Linked DNA regions of Arachis hypogaea: region 2 is linked to region 1. A link is a contact called in public Hi-C data. All regions are on one chromosome and are shown on one strand. Each heading gives the region's core, a stretch centred on a gene start, on an enhancer-like site or on the middle of the called end of the contact. The rest is flanking DNA. Distances are from core to core; before and after follow the strand shown.

Region 1 (3,102 bases), core at 164-2,663:
CAAGTTATATAAAAAAATAGATGAAAAAAATACATGAGAATAAGATTTAGTTATTTTTTAGAAATAAATTCAAATTATAGTGGGTGGTTATTGCCTTGGAGTGGGGGAAGTTACTCCAATGTTATATCTATCACCACAATGATAATAACTTAAGTAGCATGGAGAGCATATGACCTATTCTCTAAGTCGGGTCGAATACTGGATTATGAGACCCGTATTTGATTAAATTTACCCTTTAAACCCGGCCAAAGAGAATAGAGCTAGTCATTGTTGGGCCAAATTAGGAGGGAGCAGCCCATTTTTAAAGGAGGTGTTGCTAAATTGAGTTTGGGTTGGGTTTTCCTAATCTAAATATGAATAGTACTTATTTTATCTTTTGATTTATTTGTTTGTACTATTGAAAGGTATAAAAGTAGAAATAAAAGTAGTTAATTTAATAAAGAAAAAGAAAATCAATCGTTCATTATATTTGAAAAAAAATAATTTTAAAATTTAATTATTTCTTTAATGTTTAATTTTTTATGTAATTTAATTTTAGACATTTAATTTTCATAAAAAATATTAAAATAATTTTTCTTTTGGTAAAAGTATGAAATTATAACTCATAAAAATATATTTTTTTTGAGGAACACATAAAAATATTTTATTTATTAAAATATACACTTTTTTTTTTCAAAAAATGTGCACTGAATTTTTTTTTTTATAGTCCAACTCATAAAGGACTCATGCTTATAGGGTTGACACCATTTCATCCAAAACACATGCGAGATATGACCACTTCTGCTCTTGCACATGTAAAATGGGCTTATCACTCCTACACTAGCGAAATGTAACGCTATTTTGTCTCTGCACCAGCAAAATGGACAGGAGACACTTTTCAAGTAGCTTTAGGAATGGCAACATCACTTGAATTTGCGGGTATTTATTCCATCTCTATTTATATTCTAAAAGAAATGGGACTGGGTCAGATTTAAATAATATTTGTCATAGATATATAATATATATAATTTTAATATATAATATGTATAATATATATAAAATAATTAGTAAATAATTAATAATATTGTATTATATTTAAATTTTTACTTTAATTTATGTTATGCATATGATGATGGTTATATAAATTTTAAAATTTAATTTTATTTATTGGATTTTAATAATTATAAGGATATGTAGAGACAAAATGGATACCCACAGAGAGATTAGGGTTTAACGTTTTACTACCCACAAATAAAAATAAGACAAATTTTATGTAAATTTTTGTACGACAAAGTGAGATCGGATAAAGCAAAAATTCGTTCTTATCCGCCCGTTATAGCCCCTAACTAGCGTCCACATGTTTGAGCCTAATTATGGGTGTCGGCTACTGAATTGGGCCGCAGAAAATGCGGGCAAACTCCCATAAAATACACGAGGGGGACTTGGACCCTGTTGTTCACAAAAAAAAAATACACGAGAAATGAGCCCATCATAGAGAGGGTCAGCACATCAATCTTGTCTTTCCATGGTTTTCTTAAAAAGGAGTCTTGTAACCAATTTAGGTTGGTCAAGTGATTAGTTCACTTGTCCGCTTAAGCAAGTGTCGAGGGTTCGGATTCTACCTGCTGCATGCAGCAATTCATGGATTAGTCCTTGACCTGTCGAGTTGGGAGATACTTGTAAAACCAAAAAAAGGTCTTGTGTTAATATAATATGTTAATGAAATATTTATTTATTTATTTATTTTTTTACAAAAAGTGTTACTTCACTAAATAATAAGTAGCATAACATGTTTCGTTAGTATAATCTCTTTACCCTTCTTACTCAACTCCTTTTCACCAAAAAAATAAAAAATCTTAAATATAATTAATAGTTTGTTTATAATTATGTCAATATTTATATTTAAATTAATAGTAAAAAAATATTATATACATACTAAAAATATACTACTAAATTAATCACTATGTATTTGTGTATAAATACATATAGTATTTATTTAGATATTATTAAGTTGATAAAAAAATATATTTTTTCAATAAAAATATTTTTTGTTTTTTTTATATTTTTTAACGTGTTTAGTAAATTTTTAACAGTAAAAAAAATATTAGAAAAATAAAAAATATCTTTTTTGAGAAATTATAATTTACATATTTGTTTAGAGAAAAAAAAGATATTTTTCAATAATAAATAAATAAAAGTACTTTTATATTGTTATACCCAAATATAATTGATAGATAAAAAGATCTTCTTGCATGAGATATCCAAATATAAAATTACTTTTATTTTTCTATAACTTTTTTTTTAAAAAATAACTAAAAAAAGATCTTTTCTTAGAAACTCACCCAAATAAATATTTAAGTTATTTTCAATATATACTTTATATTTTAACATGTTAATTTTGTAGCTAAATTTTAATATATACTTGAGATAGTTGAATATTTAATTATGTGCTATTATAAAAAGTCTACTCATTCATATCTTTTTTTTATGGATTGAACTGGAGAATAATTGTTGTATCTTGTAATGATGAGAACTTCACTACAAGAAAAAAACTCTTCATGGCAATTGTTTTTAGCGGCAATAAAAATAGCTACTAATATTTTTATCGATAATTAGACATTAGCCGTATTATACTCTGTTGCTAAAATTTTTTTAAAGATAATTATAAGAATTGCCAATAAAAATCTTTTTATTGGCCACAAAAAAACTTAAAAGTTTTAGTAATCATTATTTTTGGCAATTTATATGACCACTAAAACTAATTTTAGAATTGTCATTTTACTAGTTTTTACTAGCTTTTAGTTATTATTATTATTGCCGCTAAAATTTTAAAAATTTTTAATGGTAGTTATGGTTGTTACATGATCAATAACAACCTATTCTTTTAATTTCAAAATTATTTTTACAACCTTTATTGTTACTTATCCATAATTCCAACAAATAGAAGCATTTCATTACATTCACACTAGCAAATTTTGTGACAAATCTTGTTCAATCTCAACTCTCAATACAATTTACTCAAACAATACCAACAAACCAACACAACTCTTTCGGAGGAAGATAAAACTCACCTTGGATTGTAAAGAAAATTAATGAGAAGTCATTTTACTGGAAGTGTCTTCC
Region 2 (2,920 bases), core at 57-2,556, 470 kb after region 1:
ATTCTCAACTCCTACTTTAAGGACCAAAATCGTACTTAACTCTATAAAAAATGATATTCCAAAAGCACTCTATTGAAATTATTCTTATTAATAAAAAAAGAATAAATTTATTACTCCCACGTTTTAGTTATCCACCATTAATTAAATTTACAGAAAAACACATATATGATATATTTATTAGTTTTAGTTATCCTTATTATTTTCTACAAAATTTGGTGATGTTACAATACTATTGATTGGAGTTTTAAAACTCCATGAATTTTAAAACTAAATATTTTTAAAATGAAAATACTCTATTAATATAAATATTTTTAAAAAGTATTATTTTAATATTACTAATTTTTATTATTACTTAATAAATTTTTTAATAGAAAAATCGTATTATCTTAAAATAAAAAGATTGAAGATTGAAGTGCTCATTTTTTTTGGAAAGAGCGCCTTGTCCTTTATAAAAATGGACAAAAACGGTGTTGGGTATTTATTTATTTTTTTTGTTATTGTATATGAATCTGATTGCTTTCTCTTTTATGTGAGCTTTATTGTATATTAATCATTTAATCTTCTTGAATTGTATATTAATATGTAATTAAGGGTGTTCAAATCTAAACTAATTTAAATTAAACCGCTCATCCAATCCAATTCAAACTGAAAACCAATTAAAACCGCACTAATTCGGATTTGATTGGATTCTATTTTTTGCAAACAGTTGGATCGGATTGGATTTCAGATCTTCTTTTTATAACTGATCCAAATCAATCCAATCGCACAATGAACTATAATATTATTATTTTATTATTATATTTACAATTATACTTATAACATGTTTAATTTGTTATACATTTTTATATTATTCATATATTATTATTATTTAATAAATCTTTTATGTTCAAAATGTGATTTATTTATTTTTTTAACTAACTTATAATTTTATTTCTATTGTTATGTTATCGGTGACTTTTTAAAATATTATTAAAACTTGTTATGTCATTGTTAATTATTTAAAATATAATATTGAGACTTGTTATATGTATTTAACTTTTTTAATTTACAAAATCACAAATCCAATCCAATTCAAATAATTTGAAATTGGATCGGATTGGATAAATTTTTGATTCAAAATCGATCCAAACCACACTTCGAACACCCTTATTTGTAATTGGTAATTTCTATCAATTGGATTTTTGACTATTTAAGTATTTAACTTTTGATTAATGTTTTAAAAATTGAACCGAATTGACTAATTTGACCGAGTTAACCGGTCACTTAGCCGGTTCAATTAAAGTATAAAACTGCAAAAAATTGAAACTGGGTAAATCATGGTTAATCAGTGAACCGTCAGAACCAGCCGGATTTTTTCGTGGTTTCCGCTTCGGTGCATCAATGAAAAACGACGCTGTGTTGCAATCAGAAGGAAGAAGAACGAAGAAATACCCCACTTCCTTTCTCTCACTCTCTGAAACCTAACCCTAAGCCCAGCCAGCCACCATCACCGTCCCTCATCGCCAAATTCTTCTCCTCTGGTACAGGGTGCTCCCCGCCGGTGGGGACAAAACGTGGGTGCCGTCACACTCTTGTTGTCGCAGAACTCTTCTCATCGGATCGCCGAACTCTTCTTAGTTCTCATCGCTCCTCTTCTCGTTGCCGTCGCACGAAGGACGCGTTGATCCGGTGGCGTCGCCGTACCAAAGGTTGATCGGTCGGTCGTCGTCTCTTCGAGCTCTCTCTCTGTCCGAGGCCAGCATCCCTCTTCGAGCTGTCTGTTACTCTCTGTCCGAGCTCACTTCCCTCGTCAGTTGCCGTCACTTCCCATTCCTCCGTGGCCGTCACTTGCCTTCCTCCTTGGCCGCCCGTAAGCACTGCTGATTCAATTTATTTTTGCTTGTTTTTGTACTTTTGTTTGGTTTTCTGATTTCTGGTTAATTTCTGCTTATTTTGAGTTACTGAATTTCTGAGTTTGTAAGCCTCCATCCCTCCACTGCTTATTCAGTTTCATTTTTGGGAGTTAATTGCTATTTTTCTGGATTTAATTATGTTGATTGTTGATTGTTGTTTTCCTGGGTTACTTGTTGTTTTCTGAGTTATTTTTCTTCCTTGTTCATTGTTATTAACAGGGCTGGGTTGTTGTTATTTTGTCCTGACTTCTGGGTTAATTATCGTTGATTATTGGTAATTTTCTGAGTTATTTTTGTGCTATTGTTCTAATTCTGAGTTAATTTATTAGTTGTTGGCTTGTTCGTGAGCAAAATTAGTTAAACTTAAAAACTTGTTTTTATTGTTGTTTCTTCTGGTGGCGGATAAGTGTTATCCTTTATGTGCTTCACTGCATTGTTAAGTTTTGTTATATTGATTCTGATTTCTGAGTCGTTGGTTACTGATTTTTCTGATTCTGACTTGTTGATGGTGCTTTGCTGGGAATGAGTGTGTCAATATGTAATTGAGATACTTGTGCTCTTCAATTGGATTCGGCTCTGATTGATGTTGAAAAAAGAATTTTCAGTTGAAATCCCGGATGAGAAAACTGATAAGCTTGTTTGCTCTGCCAATGTTGCAAATTACATAGCCTCATCTAAAGCTGACCAGAAAATTGTTGAAAGCCCTGAAATTTTACTGTGTTGTTTTCTTGGGGATGTGGCAATCTAAGTTATATGAACCTGTGTTAAGTTTGTTTAGTAGCATATATGACTTAATGTTAGTTTCCTTAATAGTGTACTTTATACGGGAATGCCTTAATTAGTCTGAAGAATACCAAATAATTGCTCTTAGCTAATATTGATCACTTGCTTTAGTTTACTTTGTGATGATTATGATTTGTGATGAGGAGCATATATGTGCATTTTGATTTTTTTAATTATAAACTTTGATGTTTGAAGTTGTTTGTAAACTTTTAATGGTAAATTATAAATAATTATGTGAAACTTTG

The links. Hi-C and Micro-C count contacts between places; a contact is called where the count stands out from the background.
Region 2: a Hi-C map of leaf shows a contact between it and region 1, with 2.9 times the contacts expected there. The contact joins the promoter of LOC112715325 here to the enhancer-like site in region 1. A contact is called at or near these places in 4 of 8 Hi-C or Micro-C datasets (leaf and an unstated tissue).

The regions. Positions count from the first base shown.
Region 1 is chr10:18,712,173-18,715,274 of arahy.Tifrunner.gnm2.J5K5, forward strand. LOC112718204 (a long non-coding RNA gene) reads right to left here. Exons shown (of 5, transcript XR_003160687.3): 4 at 1,602-3,102; 5 at 1,130-1,428. Among protein-coding and RNA genes, the nearest start is that of LOC112718204, 3.3 kb to the right of the region's middle. Within about 2 kb of position 1,414, at least 3 of the 3 cell types and tissues checked have open chromatin away from gene starts, as enhancers often do.
Region 2 is chr10:19,184,412-19,187,331 of arahy.Tifrunner.gnm2.J5K5, forward strand. LOC112715325 (pentatricopeptide repeat-containing protein At4g33990) reads left to right here and starts at 1,307. Exons shown (of 6, transcript XM_029289613.2): 1 at 1,307-1,849.